Regions from separate parts of the Mus musculus genome. Here region 1 is linked to region 2. Evidence: chromatin contacts called from public HiChIP or PLAC-seq data. All regions are on one chromosome and are shown on one strand. The core of a region is the stretch at or near the end of the contact, and the rest is flanking DNA. Distances in the headings are between cores, read along the strand shown.

Region 1 (6,331 bases), core at 1,014-3,513, 80 kb before region 2:
TCTTGTGTTGTGTGTATGTGCACCCATATATGTGAGAAGCCAGAGGTCAACCTCAGGCGTTGTTCCTCAGGAGCCTTCCACTTTGTTTTCTGAGATAGGATCTCTCCCTGCAACTCTGGACCCAAGGAGAAAGGCAAGTCTGGGATTTTGAGGACATGCCCTCATGCCCAGCTTTGTATATGGGCACTGGGATTGAGCTAGGGTTCTGATGCCTTACCAACTGAGCTGTCTCCCTAGCCCCACCCCCGGGTCCTACTGACATGTTTTCTCTTCTTACTGACATATTTTGTTGCCACATCAAAAGCTATCTAAGCAGCACAAATTGAATTTGGTGACAAAAAGGGGGAGGGGACACAAAGTTGGGATGGAGATGTGGATCTAGGTGGAGCTGGGGAAAAGGGGGAATATGATATAAAATACTAAATTCTTAAAATGGTAATACAAAAATTTTGTTGCAATAAATTGACCAAACCAAATGATTATTTGCAAGAGTTGTAAATCTTATCTTATTCAGTATTATATAACTTTAATTTCCAACTATCTCAGGAGACCTAGAAATGCCACCAACCCATCTAATCTTACCAAGGCAGCATTCTGCAGTGAGTTCATTACACATGGGATTTCAGACATTTCCGTTTTCTGCTACATGTAAAATGTAAGTAAAGATTATATCTAGAACCCAAGTTCAAGACAAGCAGTTTTTAATGAAATAGCTCCATTTAAAGGCAACTTCCAAGAAATTCTTATGAAAAAATATGAGACTATATAATGTGTATTATAAGCAGCTAGAGAAAGGATATGAATATATAGGCACACATCTGTGGCTTTTCAGAGACTGTTGTTAGATAGTGATGCAAGAAACAAACATAAGACTGACTTTGCCTAGATGGGAACTAGGTAATACATTAATATGGTAAATTTTTTTCACAATAGAACTTTTAGAATTTTGAATGTGATATTACTATGTTAGTATTAATATTGCTTATTAAAAGTAAGTAAATGGAAAGTTTTAATGTCCTGACACAGAAATAAAATGATTAGGAAATTGACTCTGAAGAGATGCCAGTGGCACTCACTGCCATGTAAGTAAGGCACATTGTGTGGATTAGTTCCATAACAAATACCACAGGCTGGTTGGCATAAACAATAGTCTTATTTTCTCATAGTCCCAGAAGCTACTGAGTAAAGTATTTGCTGTGTTGGTTTTGATTGTGTAAGACTAAAAAGAACTCTAATGACTTCCTTTACCTAATTATCTCTTGATTAAAAGATCTTCTCTCCAAACACAGTCATTGTCTGGTATTCTGGAATTGAGGTTTCAAGATATGAATTTGAAAAGTTATAGTAAACCCCAGAATAAGTGATTTAAAGCTCTGCATTAAAGTTATCAGGCTCCATTACTTGCTCTTAATTGCTCTGTGCCTCAGTCTCTTTCTCTGTAATGCTGAGTGTCTACTTCAAAGACTGTTATAGGGTCTTCAAAACCATGATACATCTGTGGGCAATACTATGAATGAATTAAACTTTGATTCTTTTTCTACAGTAATTTGCTTAGTGCTGGAGAATCAGCTAATAAATATTGTATGCTGTGGCAACTGGGAGGCTGCAGAAACTCTTGGGTCTCGTTCTTGCTTACAGGTACAGAATTCTTACTACTTATGGTCCATAGAATGAAAAGAGTACAGATGTGACCATTTCATTGCATGGAATGTGTAACATCACACCAAGTCCAGCTGTCTTTTAGAGGCTCATTGTATAAACAAGGTCTTGTTGATTTTCTCATAGTTCTTATCTATGAAAGAGAAAACACTCTAACGATATACTTAAAATGTATACATGTAATACTTTGTATTTCTTAGTCTTTTAGAAACAGCTAATGTGAAAAGTAATGTTAAAGTTTTCCATTTTTTAAGCTTTCCAAGAAGAATAGTTTAAAACCTTTAGCAAAATCCATTTGTAATTTAATAAAACAATTTTGAGTTTAATAAACACCTCCAAGACTCTCTTTTTATACAATGAGAATAATGATTATGATGTATATTTTCTAAAAAGTGTATCTATACAGAGACACATACAAGGCAGGTGGTAGCGGTGACACATGCCTTTAATCCCAGCACTTGGGAGGTAGAAGCAGGCATATCTCTGTGAGTTTCAGGCCAGCCTGATCTACAGAGCAAGTTCCTGGACAGACAGCTGGGGCTATGTAGAAAGATCCTGTCCCAAAAAGGAAGTTGCAGTAATGTGAAAGTCCATGTTAACCATAAAAGTGAAATCACACTGATGGTTCTTTTTTTTTTTTTTAAAGACTATGACTCGTATAGCCTAAGCTATGTAGCTCAAAATGATCTTGAGCTGTTAATCCTCCTGCCTCCAGGCACAGATACTCATTTTTTTGTCTGTGATAATGAATCAATGATTAAATTTTTTTCTAAATATATTCAGTTCTTTGCTTCCTATTCATAAGTCAATAAAACTACTAAAATAATATCTACTTCATAGGATTCTTCCATGGATTACTTAGAAATGATGCACAAAAAAATAGTACAATGTCATGCTTTGGTAATTGCTGATATTAATACTGGTACTTACTGTTTTAGTTAATATTAGTGTTATATAAAAAAGCATCATTCCAAACTTATAATTTTAAAATTTATAGTATTAATTTTGCATGGGTACTTATAAAGCAGACAGTAATGTTAAGTAATTGTGCCACTCCGTTTCTTCTGTATGTTGTAATTTCACTTATTTAGGCTAAAAGTGCTAACATAATAGTGTTTGTACCATGATGCCTAAGATGACATCACCTAAAATCTGGGCAATTATGTCTTGTTTAGGCATGCTATAATGAGTTAGAATTCGTGATTTAATAAATCATCTGCTCTTCCAAGTATATTAGTTTAGTAATTTTTAAACAATCAAAATGCAGTTTCTTTTACTACTAAATTTGGAGGGATTAACTTCTTGATAGTCACAAAGATTTAATAAATTCTCTGAGGGCTGGGGAAGTACCTTAGTTAATAGAACTGGGTTCAGTCCCTAGCACTGCAGGAGCTGGGTAAGTTGCCACACACCTGTAGATACCAGAGCTCTGAAGGTGGAGGTGGAGGGTCAGGGCTCAGTCATTCTCAGCCACACTGAAAGTTCAGGATCGCCTGTGCTGTAGGAAACTTTGCCTCAAAGGAAAAAAAAAGAGAAGAAGAAAAAAATTATTTGTGTGATTTTTTTATTGTTAAACTGTTAAACTAATATGGATTTGTACAAATATTAAAACTCTGAGAATAATATAACTTGGAATTTCACCATTTCCTACTGTGTAAAATACATTTCATTAAGAAAGTTCAATATGACTCTGCTTATTGGTTTTCATTAATTTTCCTTGTGTTTGTTTATTTTCAAGTTCCAAGATTTCAAGAACCCAGCAGTCAATATTCACTTGCAGATATGAGGAACATCTTTTCTGTCAAAGGAGACAGCCTTGTGATTAACCCTGCAAAAGCAAAGGGGTGGAGACAAGCACGACTACATCCAATAATGGCTGAAACGCTGGCGCATCTGAAGGCGTATTTGTGTCATAATGGTCTGTCTTCTCAGGAGACTAAGCTGGAGATCTTTCTGCCTACAAAAGTGTTTCAGCTGGAGTGTAAGTGCAGAAGTGAGCTTGTGTGACCACTCATATGAGATGTCCAATACCCATTTCTCCTCAGTGATTAGGAAACTGGTAACAAAGGCTTAGCGTTCCCAGTATGCCTCTGTTCTGCCAACTCATGACTTTAGGCCTTCCTGGGCTCTATTGTCTTCTTAGAAAAAATATTGCAGTTTTATTAGCTACCCTAAAATCCTATTCTGCCTAAAATTTTACACTTACTTTAAAACTTTCTAGCCATTTTAATAATAACTATATGTGCATACCCTTAAAACTTAGTTTCTCCAGTAAGTAGTAAGTTTCTGTTATAAAGGATTTGAGAAGCATAGTTTGAGAAAAGCAGTTTGTTATAGAAAGTAAATAAAAGTGAGCTTCAGGTATTATCTAATTGTAAATGAGCTTTAGGTTTTCTCATTTGGAAACTGGCCTAAGGAGATAAGGAATTGAGACTCGGATCAGCACGGCGTTCTGGGAGAATAAAGGCTCAGAGTTCTGTTGGGAGGAAAAAGGATAGAGTACAGCAAACACACGGGAGTCCATCCCAACCCTGAAGGACTCACGGTGCAGTTAAGGACATTGAAGGGTCAGCCCTCATCAAAGGAAGTCTCCTTGACCATTACAGAACTCCACTGCTGAGCCAAAAGGACAGGTGACTACATGGTAGGTGTCCAGTCCTAACTGACTTACCCAAGATGCCTGAGCCTCAGAGATCATAATGGGAGGGCTTGGGACTTGACGGAGATCATATAAGAACCAGAGGAACAAGTTTGCTGTGAGACTGTGTCTCCAAGAAACTGTCCATGAAGTTTTACCAACATGGCTTCTTAAACAAGACCTGGAAAAGAATGACAGCAATAGCATGCTAACATGGAAGGGGCAATCTCCTGAGGCTTCAACCCTGCCCAGAACTCAGGAACTAAGGCGTGCTGGAGGTGGGAGAAGAGGGAAGATCTTCCTCCTCAAGCTGGTTCTACAGTACCAAGTGGTCAGCCATGCAATCATATACACAGAAGTAAAGTTATATGGACTGAGCATGTTGTGTCTATGTACTTGGCGGGGGGGGGGGGATAATGATGTAATTGCATTTTTATTTCAAAAATAAAAATAGTAGAAGAGTTTAAGACCTATTGTAAGAAAAATAAACAGAAGAAAACTTCTATGGGGTCTTCAAATATCTATGGGATCTTCAGATATCATACATATCATATCTAAGACTGTATGAAGTATCAGAAGCAACAAATTTGAGGTTAAAAGAAACCATTCTTACTCCACTAGAATTATTACAGTAGTTTAATTGTGAAATTTAAGAAGCAATAACTAGTCAGGGAGTGGTGGTGAATGCCTTTAATCCGAGCACACAGGAGGCAGAGGCAGGCTGATCTGTATGAGTCTGAGGCCAATCTGGACTACAGAGCAAGTTCCAGAACAGCCAGGGCTACACAGAGAAACTCTGTCTCAAAACAGCAACAACAACAACAACAACAAAAAGCAATAACTTTATAGACCCCATAGCCAAGCTATCAGAGTATGGGTGTCTAGAAAAATAAATATAAATGAGAATAGTCAGGAACGTAAAATAATTTAGCAGTTTCTGATTATTTGAGAACAAGACTATCTCCAAAACAGCTTCAGGGTTAGCAAATTATCACCACTGAAGCAGCCCTGTTCAGCCTCTATTCATTCTTGACTTGAGAAGAGCTTCAGATTCTTTCTTAACGATGCCTAAAATGTGGGAGACTTAGATACTCATCTGTGTGCTGCCTGCCTATGGTTGCTATTGCACAGACTGGCCTCACATTCTCATATGGCGGTAACCAGCCGGGACTCTCATTAGTTCCCACTTTAAACAGATCCTGCACTCAGAGCTTACTCAGGACTTAGTGCTCACAGCCGAGGACAGAGGTTAGCTGTCCTTAAGCATTACTCTCACACTTGTCTCTTAAATGTGATATACTGAGGGAAAAGAAAAATGTTTCTTGTTTCAGTATTTCTAAGAAAAGCAAAGGCAAAGACGAGAGGGCTGAGGACATAGCTCAGTTGAACAGTATTTGCCTGTATTTTACGAAGGCCTGAAGTGGATCTCCAGACTTCATAAAAGTGGGGATGCCAGCTCATTCTTATGATCATAGACTTAGGAAGTAGAGGCAGATGGAGCAAAAGTACAAGACTATCCTCAATTATATAGCAAATTTGAGGCCACCTTGGGCTACATGAAACTCTGTCTCAACCACAAAAACTCTCATAGACCAAATTATGAAGGAAGAATGCACATTTTTTCTCTTTAAAGATTATTGTTAAACAGTAGCCATATATATACTTCATGTGGTTAGAGTATTTAGTTGCTCATGTAGCCATTTTTTTTTCAAATCAAACTTATGACATATAATTTATGTACAGTTCACTGTACCCGTCCCTCCATGCAGCTGCAGGGAAGCCCTCAGTGGTGTTAGATGGTTGGGGAGGAGTGCCCACACCTAAGCAACACTCACCTAGGCTCTGTAAAGAAGTCCAACAAATGGCTCCTTCAACTTAACTTCTGTATAATCATGCCTCTGTTGGGAGCTCAGGAGGAGGGGTAGACATTGCTTTATGTCTGCTTTAGGAGTCAGGGAGAAATTTAGCTATAATTGTATAGCTGGATGCATCATGACAAATGTATATACCTATATGACCACCACAGCTAAGAAA
Region 2 (6,068 bases), core at 2,538-5,037:
CTGAATCTTTTCTGGCTGTTCCTGCATCTGCTCACTCTGCGCTATCTCCTGGTTTTGGTTTTTTAATCCAATTTTTACCTACATTCACAGTTATTTTTGCTCTCATTTTAAAGCCCTAAAAACAATGAAAGTGGGAAGCACAGGTCTCCTCTCCTGCAGGCTGCTTCACTCCCAGCCGTCCAGTTCATATTATTTGTACTACTCTAAAATCACAGTTTGAGTCAAACAGCGGGAACAGTTCTAATTTCCATCCTGTCCCAACTGTCTCCAAATGAGAGTTTAACTAATATTCACTATCTGATGTGCCAGACATTGTGCTAGGTCCTGTGGATACACATGACAAAGGGGCATGTTTAGTGCAAGAGAAGGAAGGGTTCCTGAAATTTACACTCAGTGTGATAAGTGCTATAGCCACAGCAGTTCCCACGGCCAGACTAGAGTGTTCCACCCCAGGAGACTCGGCGCTGACTGAGCCAGTGAGTCCACTTTCTTCCAAAGTCTAGGATTTCTCTCAATTCCCAACAGCCATAAAAGCACACCACATCACACTCACTGTGTGAGATCACAACTGTCTGGAGTCATGTCGTGACCCAGAACGGCCTTGCTAACAGGAACCAAGTGTAACCTTGCATAGCATCTGCACATGGACGGCCTCTGCCCTCCCTCCATCACCCACCCCTTCTCTGGGTTTCCCTCAATCTCCTCATGCACAGTCGGACTCACTTGTTCCTAAATTAGTAATGACCACGGGTCTTACCTTCTTGTCTCATTAATTGTACTTATTTTTAATACAAAAACAAAAAACAAAGCAAAACAAAAACAAAGCCCACCTTGCTCCCCTTGCTCTCAATATGAGCACAGAACCACAAGTCCACTGACGTCAAACACGAATGCAGTTCCCATGTGGAAGATGTACTTATGCTCAACATTTAGGGACAGGCTTCTGGGTGCCATTTTTTTATCCTAGAGTCCAGAGCCCCTGGACCTCAATTTCCCCTACCAGTCTACCTGACCAGTTCCTAGTAAAGTTCATCTATATTTCTTCTCCCCCACAAATCCTTCTTCCACACTAAAGATATGATACAAACAAACAGTGATTATATCTGCATGACCTCCGTAGAATAACTGGAAGATCAGCCCGTCCTACAAACTGGATGGCATCTTTATTAAGTCTTTGCATTACTCAGAAGTGTTATTCTTAGGCAACTTTCTCAGTTCTCCATTACAACAGAAACACAAATCAGGCAACCTATTTGTCTTTGACACCACAGCTTTTAACGTCCTTTTCCAGCTGAAGGCAATATAAAGAGCAGAGACGAGCTTATCAGTACTCCATTGAGAAGCTGAAGCTATGTTCAGATCTAAATTCTAAACAGGTATTTTCAGAGTTCTGCTGTATCTTGACGTAGTTCGGCTTGGGAGCTGGGGCTAGAACACTCCCCAGGGCCTTCTCCTCCAGTGCCAAACTCCACAAGTTTCTAGTTCCCTGCTGGGAAGTGTTCTGAGTGTTCTGAGTGTTCTGAGCTACTACAAACACCTTGTCAGAGTCAAGTAAAATGTTACTTTCTCTAGGAACTCTAGGTATTTGGGAGGAGAGGGGGAAGGTTGGTGGTGGTATGTATGTATTTGGAGACAGGGTTTCTCTGTGTAGCCCAATTATCCAGGAACTTGCTTTGTAGAACAGGCTGGCCTCAAACTCAAGAGATCCACCTGCCCCTGGCTCCCAAATGCTGGGATTAAAGGCGTGCACCACCATGCCAGACAACACACTTTATAACTGCCTAGAAGCCCCTTGGCCTTGAGTGGACACATTGTTTTACCTAGCTTTTTTATTTTCTGATAAATCAGTTCTAAACTTTAGAGTAGAAACCTTTAGAAGCAACAAACCAAAACAACCAAACAACCAAAACAACCAGATTAGACTTTGGAAACAGTGTCCCTAAGAAAATAGCATAACTATTTTGAGTCCTAGGAGTACTTCCATTGAGAATGTCATCTGCTGGCACTACACTTTAGTCCTGGCACTTGTTCTCAAAGTTCTTATGAACACCTTTACCATTCCCCCGCCAAACCTACCCACCCATCTCTTGCCCCACAAAACCTAGGCGAAGGCGACAGTTGCCAGCACTTCTGCTCCTATCTGTCCTGGCTCTCTCAGCAGAGCCCCCAGTGCACCTCGAGGCCCTTGGAAGGTCGGGCAGCATAGAACCACACGTTCCTCAGCAAACAGTTTGGGGTTCATGTGCTGAGTGGTTCCAGGGGGAGCAAGTTCTTTCTGGTTTTTTTGAAGCCTGTTCTCTCAATCACTCATTCCTCTAATAATGGGGACTAAGCCTTCAAATTTCTTTCTAACTGCTCGCCCATACCTCAACTGAGTGCCAACAAAAACTGTACTCTCACTAGCTGGTGAGAATTTAGTCAGTGAAGTACAGTCTTAATAGCTCCAAACATCAAACTGCTCTAAGCCTGAAAGAAAGGGAATTTGACTCCGAATTGCCAACTCTGTAAAGCTAATCTGGAGGACTAATCCACCATTAATGGTAATACAGCTATCCAAAGTAGTCATTACAAGAAGGCTGGAAAACAAAACAACAACAACAACAAAAACCTAGGAAAGAGACACAGCTATGATGGAAACACGGCTATGACTGACGCTGCAGTCTTCCGATGGGGCTCTTGAAACAGAAATACCTCCCTCAAGCATGACATAACAGGTGATTTTTTTTTTTACATATACTGCAGTAATCAAAGAAAAGGGGGTCAAGCTAAATCCTCCTACATGCACAGCAGGCAATAAAGCCTTTGTCAGATCACTACACACGTCCAAAAATTATTTTCCTACTAGGAATTCTCAATCTTCTGCCCCAAGTCAGAAACAACTATCCAAGGTCACTCAGGAGTTGTCAGAGCCAAAAGTCACAGTCCAGTTTTCGGACTGATAGTTCGCTGTTTGTGTGTGTGTGTGTGTGTGTGTGTGTGCGCGCGCTTCTAGATAAATGTCATTATTGACATTATCCCAGAGGCCAAACTTCTGTCCTATCAAATTGGCATGATCAGTTGTTAATACTCAGTATTTCAGACTTTTCTGTTCTATGTCCTATCTCAGATCCTAGCACTGACAATCACCCTGCTTTCCGAGCATGCACCTCAAGTAACCAGAATGCTTTTTACACCAAAAATAAAATAAGTGCAAAGCTTTGCATAACAACTGTCCAAAAACAGAACTGGCTGTCCTCCAAAACTGTCCTCGAGGAGGTGGCCATGCTGGCTAGCGGGCCAAGGTGGCTCATTCCACGGCCACGTGGGAAACGTGGACCTCCTAAAAGTCCAGGCGGCAGCAGTGTGCTGGGGTCGTAGAGGACCTGATCACCCGGCTAGGAGACCCAAATCCCCAGCCACCCATCAGCGCCCGCGAGCCTCACCTTGAGCGTCTCGTAGGCGGTCGCCACTAGCAGGAAAGCCTCGGCGCTCGGCGGCGCGCCCCCGGGGCCGTCCCCGGGCTCGGGCCGGTAGCGATCTGGGTGGTAGCGCCGGGCCAGCTGACGGTAGGCCCGCGCGATCTCCGCCTTGCTGGCCGAGCGGCTCACGCCCAGCACCTCGTAGCAGTCGCGCGTGCCGCAGTACAGCCCTTCCACCAGGGCCTCGGCGGGCCGCGCCAGCAGCGGGACCAGCAGCAGCGGCGCCAGCAGCAGCCATGGGCGCTGGCCGGCAGCCCCGGGTCCCCCGCGCAAAGCGAGCCGCGCCGCCATCCCCGCCTCGCTCGCCGCTCTGCCAGCACAGCGGCCGCGGCTGCTCTCCTCGGCGCCGGGCTCGGCCCCGCAGCCCGGTCCACGTCAGCAGGCCGCGCCTGTGCGCAGGCGCAGGGGGCGTGGCGCCGCAGCCACTTCCGTCCCCGCGCGTTGCTAGGAGAGAAGGACGCCTTAGCCTCGGGCGGCTTCTGTGTGTTGTGGAGCCTGGTAGTCTTAGTAGCTCAGCGGTCTTTTCTGAGGCAGGGGTAGGTGTCTGTCTGTCTGAAGCGCTCCTAGCCGCCTAGTGCGGCACAGTCCACACGCAGGACTAGCCACACGCCACCTTCTCGACCTCGCTACTTCATCCGCTGCCGTAGGAACTCTGGGCACTGGCATCCTGTCTCCAGGCCTGGACATTGCCCCCCCTCTAACCCAAACTGAAGATGAACTTAGACAATTGCACTGTCTCTCTCCCAGGAGCCCTGAAAGACCGTGGCCTTTTTGTTCTCTGTTTCTCTGCTTATTTATATTTTAGAGCAAACAATTATTTGCCCGGAGGATGTAAAACGTTTAGTAGTACCCCCATACGGTCCACAAAAGTGCCTGTAACACCATTATCCCTAATTGTGACAATCAAAATACAGCTTAAGATCTTGCAAATGCCTCCAGGGAAATCAGGAGGTGGAGTGGGGAGAGGACGTGCTCCATTAAGTTTAAATTTCAGATAAACCACAGTTTTTAAATGTGTAATTTATTTGTTGCTGTGACCAAATACCTGCAAGCAGCAACATCAAAGATGAAGGATTTATTTGGGTTTAGGGTTCTAGGGAATACGGCCCCCACAGTCCAGAAGGCCTGGCAACAAAGTTGCTAGTTACACATTATCTGAAATTAGAATAAAGGAATGAAAAGGGTGCCAAATTTATTTTCTCCTTTTTATTTGATCCAATGCCTCACTATGTATGATGGTGATGTGTCCATGTTGTTCTTACCTCAGTTACACCCTTCTGGAAAACAGCCTCACACACACTCAGAGATGTGTTTCCATGGTGATTCTAAATCCAGTCGGGTTGATAATGAATGACCAGTATATCCCACATGACTGACTTTATAGTTTCCCAGGTCTATGATGGCAACTGGCTAACAACTAATAGATAGGGATCTATCCATTGGGATTGGTCTGTACACCAAGTGAAGATTTGATAGACAATGTTAGATATTCAGGAAGAATACAATTAAATTTTTCTAGTATCAACATGGACTTTAGCCTCTATAAACCTCAATTATTTCATTTCAAATAAATTCAAAGTGAGCCAAAATACCAATACCTCTTTCAAGACGGGGAGTTTCTATTAATAGTCACATTTGCAGGTTTGACGAGTACTCACACTGTGGTGGTTTGAATAAGAATGGTTGCCACAGGCTCCGATACTTGAATGCTTAGTAGCCAGGGAGTGAGGGGATTCTTGGTAAGACTTGAGAGAGATGGTCTTGTTGGAGGTAGGCTTTTGAGTTTTTCAAAAGCCCACATCTGCTCCCCCTCACCCCCACTCTCTCTCTCTCATACACACACACACACACACACACACACACACACACACACATACACACACACACACACACACACACACACGGGGGGGGGAGAGAGAGAGAGAGAGAGAGAGAGAGAGAGAGAGAGAGAACTAAACCTGTGAAACTCTAAGCAAGACTCAATGCCTTCATTTATAAGAGCTGTCTTGGTCATGGTGTCTATTCACAGCAATAGAACAGCGACTAAGACAGCTAATTCGGACCACTGCAGGATGTCTCAGAATTAAAATTTTTCAAAGTGTAACCAGACGGTGATGGCGCACCATACCTTTAATTTCAGCACTCAAGGAGGCAGAGGTAGGCAGATCTCTATGAGTTTGACCATAGAGTGATCTACAGAATGACTTTCAGGACTGCCAGGGCTACACAGAGAAATCCTGTCTCAAAAAAAAAAAAAAAAAAAAAAAAAAAAAAAAAAGTAAAATAAAAAAGTTTCAGGGGCTGGTGAGATGGCTCAGTGGGTAAGAGCACCCGACTGCTCTTCCGAAGGTCTGAAGTTCAAATCCCAGCAACCACATGGTGGCTCACAACCACCCGTAATGAGATCTGATGCCCTCTTCTGGTGCGTCTGAAGACAGCTACGGTGTACTTACATATAATAAATAAATAAATAAATCTTTTAAAAAAAAGTTTCAAAGTATATATATATATGTATATATATATACACACACACACACACACACACTTTGGCTGATCTACAGTTACAGTTGTACACCAAGCTAGCCTTAAATTAATTTGTGGCAATCTTAC

Evidence for each region. HiChIP or PLAC-seq counts read pairs in DNA pulled down with a chosen protein or histone mark.
Region 1: an H3K4me3 HiChIP or PLAC-seq map of bone marrow-derived macrophages shows a contact between it and region 2, with 2.1 times the contacts expected there. The contact joins the enhancer-like site here to the promoter of Dnajc25 in region 2. A contact is called at or near these places in 2 of 39 promoter capture datasets (HPC-7-derived erythroid cells and pre-B cells), 5 of 484 Hi-C or Micro-C datasets (cerebral cortex, erythroblasts, nephron progenitors and 2 more), 5 of 115 datasets of contacts at active chromatin or transcription factors (bone marrow-derived dendritic cells, bone marrow-derived macrophages, embryonic stem cells and 2 more) and 2 of 9 other capture datasets (adipose tissue and liver).

Annotation. Positions count from the first base shown.
Region 1 is chr4:59,079,558-59,085,888 of GRCm38.p6, reverse strand. It overlaps Shoc1 (shortage in chiasmata 1), which reads left to right. Exons shown (of 28, transcript NM_001370843.1): 10 at 547-655; 11 at 1,544-1,638; 12 at 3,398-3,640. Among named protein-coding and RNA genes, the nearest start is that of Gm35527, 35 kb to the left of the region's middle. Within about 2 kb of position 2,263, at least 11 of the 459 cell types and tissues checked have an H3K27ac peak or open chromatin away from gene starts, as enhancers often do. A contact at or near this core is called in bone marrow-derived macrophages, where this site is marked.
Region 2 is chr4:59,000,912-59,006,979 of GRCm38.p6, reverse strand. Dnajc25 (DnaJ heat shock protein family (Hsp40) member C25) reads right to left here and starts at 3,787. Exons shown (of 4, transcript NM_001033165.3): 1 at 3,423-3,787. The coding sequence starts at 3,749.